Linked DNA regions of Gossypium hirsutum: regions 2 and 3 are each linked to region 1. Evidence: chromatin contacts called from public Hi-C data. All regions are on one chromosome and are shown on one strand. The core of a region is the stretch at or near the end of the contact, and the rest is flanking DNA. Distances in the headings are between cores, read along the strand shown.

The links. Hi-C and Micro-C count contacts between places; a contact is called where the count stands out from the background.
Region 2: a contact with region 1 is called in a Hi-C map of leaf, with 2.9 times the contacts expected there. The contact joins the promoter of LOC121214727 here to the promoter of LOC107909843 in region 1. A contact is called at or near these places in 8 of 34 Hi-C or Micro-C datasets (callus, hypocotyl, leaf and 1 more).
Region 3: a Hi-C map of leaf shows a contact between it and region 1, with 5 times the contacts expected there. The contact joins the promoter of LOC107909846 here to the promoter of LOC107909843 in region 1. A contact is called at or near these places in 7 of 34 Hi-C or Micro-C datasets (callus, hypocotyl and leaf).

The regions. Positions count from the first base shown.
Region 1 is chrD02:57,002,215-57,006,370 of Gossypium_hirsutum_v2.1, reverse strand. It overlaps LOC107909843, which reads right to left and starts at 2,345. Exons shown (of 3, transcript XM_016837525.2): 1 at 2,133-2,345; 2 at 1,726-2,018; 3 at 767-998. The coding sequence starts at 2,011. The coding sequence ends at 1,727.
Region 2 is chrD02:57,131,209-57,134,953 of Gossypium_hirsutum_v2.1, reverse strand. LOC121214727 (mitochondrial import receptor subunit TOM20) reads left to right here and starts at 2,130. Exons shown (of 6, transcript XM_041088848.1): 1 at 2,130-2,414; 2 at 2,605-2,683; 3 at 2,755-2,924; 4 at 3,026-3,073; 5 at 3,564-3,650. The coding sequence starts at 2,316. It also overlaps the pseudogene LOC121214567.
Region 3 is chrD02:56,845,675-56,849,458 of Gossypium_hirsutum_v2.1, reverse strand. It overlaps LOC107909846 (probable methyltransferase At1g27930), which reads right to left and starts at 2,016. Exons shown (of 1, transcript XM_016837529.2): 1 at 1-2,016. The coding sequence starts at 928. The coding sequence ends at 59.

The sequences.
Region 1 (4,156 bases), core at 1,096-3,595:
AATTAATAAATATTAAATACATATTCATATCAAAACCGTATCAAATCCAACTCAACCTAAAATTTAAATCCAAATAACAAACCAATCCAAAATTTAATTTGTCTAAATGGCTACAAAGTGTTACTAATGGAAGCCAAGGATATGGGCACATCATCTGCTACTGCTACATTTCACTTTATTTTCCCTTATTTGTCTTGGTTTCTACTCACTTTTTTGTGGATTATGTTCCACTTAATGCTTGTTCCGGTAGCAAAAAGAAATATTCATGAAATTTTATAATTACAATAATAACAATCTTTTTTTTTTAAGTTTCTACTATTAGAAATACAATACAAGCTCAATTTTATACCTAGGCAGCTAAAGGTAGAATCAAACTAGTACAAGCACAACAGAAAAAGTACAGAATAGAACCCATCTATGACATAGTTGCACATTTCGGGACTAGAGAGTAGAGACCCACATGTTACAATTTTGCACATGCTAAGACTCAAATTTAGATACTCAAAAGCCCAAAACTTCGTCTTAACCAACAATGCTTCTCGTTGACAAGGCTCAATCCAGTCATGTGGTGCCGATTCATTTTAAAAGAGTGTCAGTTTATTTGGTTTTTGATATAAAACTCAAACCAATCAACTGCACACTCCTACTTCTCCCAAATAAGGGGTGGCTTAATTAGAAGAAGAAAGGAGAGACAACAGCAACATAAATGTTCAAAACCAGTCTTACCCAATACAAGGCAACAACAAGATGGCTAAACAAGCAAATATTCACCAACACAGAGTCTTTATTTCCCTTACAAGTCTTACCCATTGAGTTACATGGACAATTTATTTTCATTCATAAACCAGTGTCCCAACTCAAATGTTCAAAAGTAGACTACAAAACAAGCAGAATCTTTTTGTAGCACAATTGAAAATAAATTCAAACAAACAGTAAAAAGGGTTTCAATGTCCACTTCCCATTTGTAGATCAAGCTCCAAACCATCTGCTAATGGCTTCTGATTCCTACATCAATGGAAACCTTATTAGAAATTACTCTCAAGATTGAAAATATGAAATTGTAAATTCACTTTTCATTCAGTGTCTCCATTGCTTCATGACTTGTCACAACTCCACCATTGTCACTGTTGCAGAGGTGACTAAATAAAACACAAAAAAGGATTTCATTTGGCAATTATTAGCTTGCATCACTTCTAACACTTTTGTGGAAGCAACATATTCTAATCCCTGCAGTGTCAATTGTCGATGGGTAAACAGTTTGCCTACAAATCCAGGTTAAAGTCTGATGCAAATTTTTACACCTTCACTTAAATAAGATGCAAATGGTAATCATTAGCAAGTCTAAGATGGTGATTTAACCATTAAAACACCAGCGCAAGTCCTTCAATTTAGAAACAACACTTGGTATTACTCAAGCTCTACTACTATCTTGGAACCACTGAATACTAAATTAGTTTTGAAGTATGATAAAAGTGTAAAATTTTCGATAAGAATAAACTTTTACCTCAAATGAATCAGAGCTTCAGACCTAAGCTAAATCAAGAAAACTTCATACCAACAAACTAAAGTCTAAACTCTAAAATCTAAATTCCTGAAACTTCAATGTGCTGATCGAACCAGTAAAACCCAAATCTTAGAGTAGATATACGATTCTCAAAATCCGGTGCCCACGAATAATTTAATAGAAGCATAAACAAAATCCCAGAATGAGTTGAAAAAAGAAACCTCAGTTTCGTTTGGAGGAAGACGCATAACTGTCTTGAAGAAGGTCATCATAAGGATCCCTGCGGCCGGGGACTTGGCTAATCTGAGGATCCCAACGGAGCTGAGCATTGTGGCGCTCAAATGTCCAAAACCCATAAGGCCGCAGTGGATAACTCCACATCTCCTTGGTTTTTGCGCATCGATCCTTCATAGAGTAAACGTGTTCTCTGAATTTTCTATCCCTCTCTTTTGGGTCCTCCATTAACCTCAACACCAGATTCTCTGCAAATTCCATAATGAACCCCATTTTCTTCCTGGAAAACACAAATAACCGAAACCCTAAGTTCAACAAACAAACACTATAAAAAAAAGAATTACTAGATAGCTAATCAAATAGAATAGGCACAAAACAAGGTGACAGAAAAAACCTGTTTGAAGATCTCAAGTGGCGATTAGCAGAGCCAAGGTCTTCAATTTGTCGAAAGCAAAGATCGGGAAAACCTCTGATGCAGAATGTTACGAGTAATCGAAGAGCCTAACTTGGGGTAAAGCTCTACAACTCCATCGCTGTCAGTAGGCCCGGCCTAGTTTCTGGTAGGCGTTCTTTGGGATCAAAAGCCCTTATAATGGTTGCATTAAATCTTCTAGACTCTAACTTAGGCTAAGGCCCAATAATTTTATAAAAGAAATTTTGAACTACATCTCGAATGGATGGGTTTGGATAAGATATTATTCAAGAGTATAAATTTAATTAAAAATTGTCACATTAGGTGAAAATTTTTATATTTTAAAAAATAAAAAAAATAGCCTATGAATCTTAGTTTGGTTGGTATAGGTATTATTATCAATGTAAGAGGATGTGAGTTTGAGTGCGCTGAAGCACATTATCCTCCTATTTATGGATTAGGGAAGGGTTATGGGTAGTTCTAGACATTGTGTTAGAAAAAGCAGATATGATTAGAACCTATAATAATGGGTATTAATGAGAAGTTATATGATAGTGATTGATCTTAAAGCGGTGGATTAGTTTTCTTATTGTTTAAATTATATTTTACAGATTGAGTTTGAATGCACTTAAATACGTTTTTTCTTTGATTTAACGATTAGAAAGGTTTATTAGTAAAAATAAAGATTGTATCAAAAATAGAAATTTCTAATATTTTCCAATTAAATTGATATTTTGTTAAGTTATAACACAAACTTAATAAGGTATGTATAATAAAAATGATTAGAAAGTATATTCTAGAATTAGATGGACAGCCATTTAGATTGTTTTAATTATTTTTTATGCATTAATGGGCTGAAAAGGTTGAGAGTAAGTGAAGATAGGGATGGCAAAAGCAATGTTCAATCGATCATCATCGCTTTATAGTTGGTATATTCTGTTTCACCATTCACCCATATCTTGAAATTCATAGATGTTGGATGCATTAATCATTACCTTCAATCTAATTTTTGCTACTTATCTTTAGTAATTTCAAATTTTTAAAGTCAAGTAAATATTTATAAACATAATTCTTCAAAAAATATTTAAACATAAAACATATAATTTGTTGTTACATTTTAATAGTTATATATAAGAGGATAAAATGATAATTTCATAAAGAATTAATTGCATAATTAATTTTATAGGAAAATCTGTGGATGTGAAATGTATTGAGTATGCTTAAACCGTGGCGCAGCAGCTGAAGCAAAAGATTTCCCAAAATTTAATGAACACAATACCCGGGGTCTTTTAATAAAACATATAAAGATGAGTATAAAAAAAATAAACCAGAGAATAGTTGAAATTAGAATCAGAAACAAGATGTTATTATTAATTATCGCATGAATGGAAGCTGCTTTTAACTTGAAATTCACGAAATTATAGAAAGATTTGTAAATTAGTTTGCCATCTTTTCGTGTTTGGTCATCGCAAATTTATGTTAATGAGAATATCCACAAATACAAGGCAAAGATAGCTTAAGCCCAGAAAATGGGGGGGGGGGGCGGGGGGATATTGGTGTGAGAAATGCATCAAAGGGTGCGTAGTCTATGAAATTTTGGTTGCTCAGATGTGACAATCTTAATTATTTAAGACAAAGAAAAGGGGGTTGTTAAGAAAATGGATTAGATGATGAAGAAGGAAGTCAAATATATGCAATGTTTTGTAGGTACACTACGCTTTCAATCCTTTTTCTGCTATATATACCATTGATTGGGCTTGGACCACCTCTTTACCACTATATTCTAATCATAATATATATATGCCCTGCAGTATGAATTTGATAATAAAAAATTTTGGTTGAAGATAAAATTAAAAGGCATTCTCATAATTAAAAAAGAAAAATGAAGGCAACATCCGCATGTCTCTCCCACTCATATATTCCACCAAGAATTTACCTATGGAAAAAAGAAGATTGTATTTCTTCTTAGCTTTACCCTAAAGTTAAGCCAGTTTATAAACCAGAAT
Region 2 (3,745 bases), core at 881-3,380, 130 kb before region 1:
CAGGGAAGCGTTAATAATTTAACTTAAGGGTAAATAAATCAATTTAATTAACTTTCAAAGTATATTTATATTAATAAGTATTAAAGAGCACTAGTTAAATATTAATAAATTATTATTGAAAAAGTAAAATACACAATATTTTTTGTCTGACTGAAAGGTGACGTGGCAGTTAAAAAATCAATATCATAATAAACTTAGCCCTCAACATTTACATATTATATCAATTTAGTCGTAATTTTAAAAAAAGTAAACTCTCAAATTTTATAAATGGTCTTAATTTAATCCTAATTCTAAAAATTTCAAAAAAATATATAAAAGCATAGAACTCTGATTTCATGTAATTGTACACATGAAAATTTGATTTGATTTAATTCTTAATAATCATTTTGATTTGATTTAATTCTTAATAATCATTAACATTATTATCGATGTAACACCATTTTATGTTTACACATTGCATACATAAATAATTATATTTCTCCAATATAAAATTTTTTAATTTATTTATTTCTTTAAATATGTATAAATAAATCAAAAAAAAAAGTTTTGATATAGAACCACAATTAAATTTTAGGTATCAAATTAGACGATGAATCAAAGTTCATGTATAATTTTGAGATTTATCATTTATTAAAATTGTAAAAAAGGATAAATTTTAAACATTTGAATTTGTACATCTATTTGTCCGGATCTATTTTAGACATAAAAAAATAAACATCTATTTTAAATTAAAAATTTAAAATAAATACTTAAAAGAATTAATTTTTTTAACATTTATTCAATGAAATTTGAGGGCTTAAATACTGAAAGATATGTCTAATTGATAAAACCCATTTCTCTCAATCTATCTTTTGCTCTTTCAATGCTGACCCTCTACAAAGCACCTAAATATGTGCTCCAAGAACCCTTCACTTTGAATATCAGACTTGATGCCTGGTCTTATAGGTGGAGCAACTATTGTTGAGGGACTTGATGGCTCTCAGTTGATTTCAAGCAAGAATCCTCACGTTCTGCTTTCTCTTAAATTCTACAATGTTGATTATTCTGAACTCCTCAACAAGGATAAAAAGTGGATTAAGATTATTCTTATCTCAATTCCACACCAACCATAGACAATTGGCAGCAATGAGCAGCTTGCGCTTCTAAAACCTACATCAATTTTCCTTGCCCCTAACTTGATATTGCAGTGTAAAAAAAAAAACCCTACAATTTTAACTTAAAAAAGGTAAATTAGACAGTTGATCCCTAAATATTCTCATGTGTTTTTATTTTGGACACTAAAAATAAAAATTGCAAAAATGGCACTACCATTACAAACCATTTTCATTTTGATCACTCATCATTAAATTGGGGTTAAACAATGGTATTGTACACTCATTTTAATCACTCAACTTTAGTTGGTTTTCATTTTAGTAATTTATTTTCTTTTTTAGAATCAATTTGGTTTTTTTTAAATGGGTTTTTATGGGAAATTGAGTTATTTAGCCGCAGAAATGAAACTCAAAATTTTTCCTATAACTCAATTCATTGTAAAAACTCAGGTTTTTCATGGTAAAAAAACTTAGGTTTTCCTCATTTTTACCAAAAAATTAAAATTAATTCAAAAAATAAAAAATAGAAGAAATTAAAAAGATAAAATGTTTTTTTGTAAAAACTTAAGCTTTTCCTATAAAACTCAGGTAATTTCTTGCAAAAACCCTAGATTTTTCGTTTTTATTGGAAAGAATTAAAATTAATTCTAGAAAAAAAAATTCAAAATGTAAATTGGTTTTTCCAAACAAGAACCTATGTTTTTCCTTGTAAGGATTCAAGTTTTTTTTCCTTGTAAAAATTAATTCTAAAAAAAGACATTAAAAAGATAAAATGACGGGCTAAAATAAAAATTTACTAAAGATAGATGACTAAATTGAGTGTACACTAAGATTGCCTAACCCTGAAAATAAGGGTGGGTAACTAAAATGAAAACGGTTTGTAATGTCATTGCTCTTTTTGCAATTTTTAAAAAAATTTTATGGCCAAAATAAAAGGTTCTGAAAGTTGAGTGACCCAAATGTGAAATTTACCCTAAAAAAGAGAGAGAAAGAAAGTAGGAGGGGAGACCCTTGGTATCCGCAACGTGGAAGTGAAGTCAACATACAAGAAAAGAGAACAAAGGAAAGGCAAAAGGAGCGCCAAATATCGAGGGCCATCACGGTCTTTTCGTCATAAGTTCATGTTACCTTCTCTACTTCACTTCTCCAATAGAAAAAGAAAAAACCCTAGCGGCTACACTCTTCCCTCACTTTCTAAACTAACAGAAGAAAACAATCACGGAAATGGAGTTTTCTCAAGCCGACTTCGATCGCCTTTTAGTCGCCGAACACACCCGTAAAACCTCTGAAGTCAACTACGCCAAGGACCCTCTTGATGCTGAGGTTCCTTCTTTATTTCTTTTCCGTTCAATTTTTTTTAATTCGTTTCTTTGTTTGCAGTTACTTCCTTCTGTTAATCGATTTTAATAGTAATGAGGTTTTAATTCTTTTATTTTTATTTTCTACTTTGGTTTGAGGTTTTTTTTAAAGAAATTGTTCTGAGTTTCCTATTATCGGTTAAAAATGGTTGCAGAATTTAACCAAATGGGGAGGGGCTTTACTCGAATTAGCTCAATTTCAGACTGTTTCAGATGCAAAGCAGATGATAAATGGTACTCTACCATGTTCTTGAGTTTATTCCTACTATTAGTTTTTGCTAATGCAATGAATATTGATCATTTAGATGCAATTTCGAAATTGGATGAGGCGTTGATGATAAATCCATCCAAGCACGAAACTTTGTGGTGCATGGGAAACGCTCTTTCCACTACTGCATTTATGACTACCGATTCTGACGAGGCAAAAGTTTCTTTTGATAAGGCAGCTCAGTTTTTCCAAAGAGCTGTTGATGCGGTAACTTTTTTTTTTGCTCTTATGCCTGTTTTGAATATCCCAAAATGAGGGTTTTGGAAGCTAATTTGGGATTTTTTAAAAAATATTTTTTTGGGTTGTAGGATCCAGGCAATGAGCTTTATCAAAAGTCTTTGGAAGTTGCAGCTAAGGTAAACATGCTTTTCTTATAAGTTTCATAACACGGGAACAAAGATGTATGCTTTTTTATGTAAATATAACCTCACAAACTTTCCTATGTAATTTAATTGATGTTTTAATATTTTAGCTGAATTGTTTGATGTGGTAATTATTTGAAATGAACTTGGTGTGGTAATCTGGACTTAGTTTCTGAATGACAGAAGCAGGATACCTTGTTAATGATAAGGTTGTGGCTAGTGCTTAATTAAATATTAAGATATTTTGTTACTATGGCTGGTTAATGGGATTGGTGTTTTCCTTTTGTTTTACCTACTTTAAGCTGGTTTGAATTTCTTTTTTCTTTTTTATTTTGTGTGTTAAGTGGATGTGTTTATTTCTTGGGAAGGAGACGAAAGAGTATCTAGGGCAGTGTGGGTGAGCAGTGGATGTTTTGCTGATGATACTTTGTGCTCTGATCTGCCTTAATTTTTAAATAAGCTTGGACTTTGTTCGTCTTCTTAGGCTCCAGAGCTACATATGGACTTCCAAAAGGCTGCAGCTAGCCAACAGGGTATGGGTGGGGCATCTTCTGCTTCTTCAACTTCAACTGTGAGTGTTTTTTTAATTATGTACATTGACTTGCAAATCTTCCCTGCTTGTTTCCATACTTCTTTTTGCCTTGGAAGTGCTTGCTTATATTATCT
Region 3 (3,784 bases), core at 767-3,266, 160 kb after region 1:
TTAATTTTATTAATAACTAAATATAAGATTTGTTTTAATTTTTTTTAAAAGGCGCATTTTAGCAAAACCCGGCACTGTCATCGCTGCTACTGTTAGAAGCTGGTGGAATCTCGAAATGCCAAAGTCTCCCCTCGCTCTTCACCAAGTACTTCCGGCACAAAAATTCCTCGGCAAAAACTTTCTCCACTCGCCGATTAACATCGTGCAAGAACACGTGCGTCACACCCGATCCTTTCCTGTTCCTCGCCATCACAGCCGCCGAGAATATCGCCGCCATCCTCCCTGGTGCCTCCGGGAAGTATCCACGAGGCGCATCGATCATTATCAAATCCCACTCGGTATCGTAAAACTCATCGGGAAACCCCGTTAACGCAAGCCTGCACTTTTCGTTTCCGCGTAAGTAAGCTTTCGACGGGTAACAGCTCGGTTCCGATCGATAATGGATGAGTAGATCGTCAGCTTCCTTGAGCTCCGTACGGTACTTTACCGCGTGAGCTTGGAGGATCGGGGCGTCTTTGAGCACAGACTGAACCCATTTGGGATCCTCTTCCAGGAAAATAGTGTTGCCATTGGGATTGAGGGAGGTCCACATGAGGGAGTCGTAGCCGAGCCCAAAGACGAGGAAATTACAAGGAGAGCGTTTCTTGAGTACGTCAAAGGTTACGGAGATCTCCTTGAAGTTCTGCTGCGGGACTATTGATGAAGTGGCGTAGTGGATGATAGCTTGGAGTTGGACCGGCGAGGAGGAGTATTCCTCTACGGCTATGGATCTGGTTTTGGCGAGCGAACATAGTATGGAGTAATCGGCGGTTTTTATGAAGCTCGAGATAAGTATCGTCCCGGCAATAAAGCCAGCTATGGTAATAGGCATAAACCATCTTTTATCGGCGAGGAAATGCCGATTCTTTGTAGTCTCTTCTCTTTTCATTTCTTGAGTTTTTTTTTTAACTAAAACAACCAAAAAAAGAAAAAGTGGCTTAAGGTCCGGCTGATTGGCTTACTATGGTCATATAGGAGAGGAACAAAGAGACATAAAAGGGCTAACGCGTTTCGCTTTGAAAAAATAAGGTTTGAAAATTAGGATTTTCTTAAAAAAAAGTTAAATATAAAATTAGTATCCAAATTTGTCTATATTTCTTAAATTGGTACTTATAATTTTTTTTTGTTCCTAAATTTTTTTAGGTCAATTATATTAATACTAGAATCTAATATTATTACTTTTTTTGTTGACGTAGCAACATTGACCACTCGTACGGTCCCATGTGTCATTCTCTTTGTACATCTTTTTTCTTTTTCTTTTTTTTTTTTATTTTTCCTTATTTTTTTTCATTTTTTTCTTACCTTGGCTATCACACTGTCTTCTTCATCTCTTGTTCCTCTTTTCTTCATCACGATTCCATTCCTTTTTTTTTCCGTTTCTCCTCCTTTCTATCTTCTCTTCTTCCTCTCCTTATTCCTCTTCTTCTAACCCTAGTTGCTGTCACCATGAGTCGCCACCATCAATGGCCTTTCCGACAAATTCGACCATCAAAACACTTCTCTTTTCCTCGTCTTCTCAAATTTTGCCTTGTATTTTCAAGAAAATCTCTTTAAAGCCAAAAAAAAATCAATGCTTGATCCTTGAGTTTTCTAAACTATACTCTTCGCTTGTTGATGAAAGGCAAAGGAGGCTTCTAATGAGGTTGAGAGCAAGTTGAGGAGTTAAATGAAGCAATAGCAGCGTCGTTGCCAATGCAACAACAAAGAATTGGTTTTCTTGGAGCCTAGTAGAAGTTTTTCAGGTCACAGGTTAACAAATTAAATAGAGGAATTGTCCTTATTGTTCATTAGATCCATAGGATTTTTAGGGTCTTCTAAATTATTGTAGTTTTTTTTGAGTTATTGCTCTCTTTCTAGGTTGTAAATTTCTTATTTTCAAATAATTTTAAATTCTTTTAACTTTTTAGGTTCTTGCTCTTATTTTGGGTTTTTGTTATCATATTAAGTTGTTATTTTTTTCTAATTGAAATGGTTTTGGGTTGAAAATGTTAGGTTATTTGTTTGTTGCTGAGATTGAATTTGAGAATATATTGGGTTCTTTTTTTTGTTTTTGTTTTTTTAAGATTTTGAGTTCTTTGTTTGTTATTTGTTCTTTGATTGTGTTGGATTCTTTATTGTTTGTTATTTGTGTAACATCCCGAGATCGGGTCTAGAAGTTTTAGCCTTGCAAGTGAGAGTTCGTTAGTGCTTCGGCGAACTAGGGAGTTTGCTAAAAAAGTATCGATAAGGAGTTCGCTAGTGTTTCAGTGTTGCAATAAATGCCAAAAAGTTGCGGTAAGGGGGTTTGCCAGATTCATTGAAAGCCAGGTTCGCCAGTCTGTTTGGTGAGCTGGAGTTCGCCAGTCTATTTGGCAAGTTGGAGTTTCTCCAGTTTGTTTAGCAAGCTAGGTGTTAGCTAGGTAAGTTGCGAACTAGGGGTTTGCTAGTCAAAGCTAAAGTCAGACTCAAATTAGGAAACAAATATATTGTGTATCTAGTAATACTCATGAGAATTCTCTTATTGATATTTTGTTGTCAAGTATCTATTTTGAATCAAGTTCGTAGCAACCAAGGTAAGCCTCTATTCTGTTTAGGTTGATTGTTCAGAAAGCTGGGTTCGCTTGCATGTGTGAATTCTATAAGCTTTGTCTGTTTAAGTAATTCGTGTGTTTATGTATTTTGTGAACCAATCCGACCATCTACTAGTAAGGACAAGGGAAAAGCCAAACTTGTTTAGTTTTTCAGTCAAATCAGTGAGTGCTTAAGAATTGCCATGGGTGTGCAAACTTTTATGTTTTTTTTTCTAAAACTTAAGGCTTTCAAACTAAGCTCCAAGAACAAAGTTTTTTTGAAAACTCTATTTTAAGTTCTGAAACTCTATTTTGAAGATAAGTTTTCAAGTCATGTTTTTAAATTTATGTTTTAAAGATTAGTTTTACGTGTGCTCCTATGTGAGCCTATGTTTCAAGATATTCTTTTAAGATACGATTTTATAAATTGTGTTTTTACGCACTTAGGTGCGAGCTCTCTGAACAAGTGTTTTTCAAGCAAGCTCCCTATGCTAGCTCTATGTGATAAGTTTATGTGCATTCTTATTTGCGAGCCCTTATGTTGGATATATTGGAATACCAAAGGATTGTCAGTACTAGCTTTTAAGTTTTGTGACTTTTGGAGTTGAGGCCCTGGCACATTTGGAGAGATAAGGGAATGTCGAGCTGTGCTCCATTCAACAGGACATGTTGGTGTATAGGAGAGTGCATTGCTTCGCGCTACACTTATGAGACATGTTAAGGACTCTTTGAGTTATTCTGAGGCATTATAAAGAGATTCGCATATCCAATAGATTCTAATAAGTGTGGACAAGAACATGTTTTATGTTTCTCAGCCATTCTGATAAGACAAGTGTGTAAGCATGTTTCACGCTATTTGAATATCTTTTTTCAAACAAGTACAAGTTAAGTTTTTAAGTATGATTTTCAGTAGGTATACGCGAAACTGTTTTCAAACTTATATGTTTTTTGACAAGCAGGATCTACGAAATGGTTCTCGCACCTGCATTGCGAACCCAACACGCAACACGACACGCAACATGATTTTTAGACTAAGTCCTTTTTCTATTTTAAACTTTGTGTTTTTAGCACACTTTGCTGATTCCTGATTATTCATTGGGTTCTCAATGAACTCACCCACTCTTCCCTTACTTTGCAAGTAAGTAGGTCGTGGATGGCAAGGGCAAGGTAAATGACTTCGTGAAGCTCATACCTGA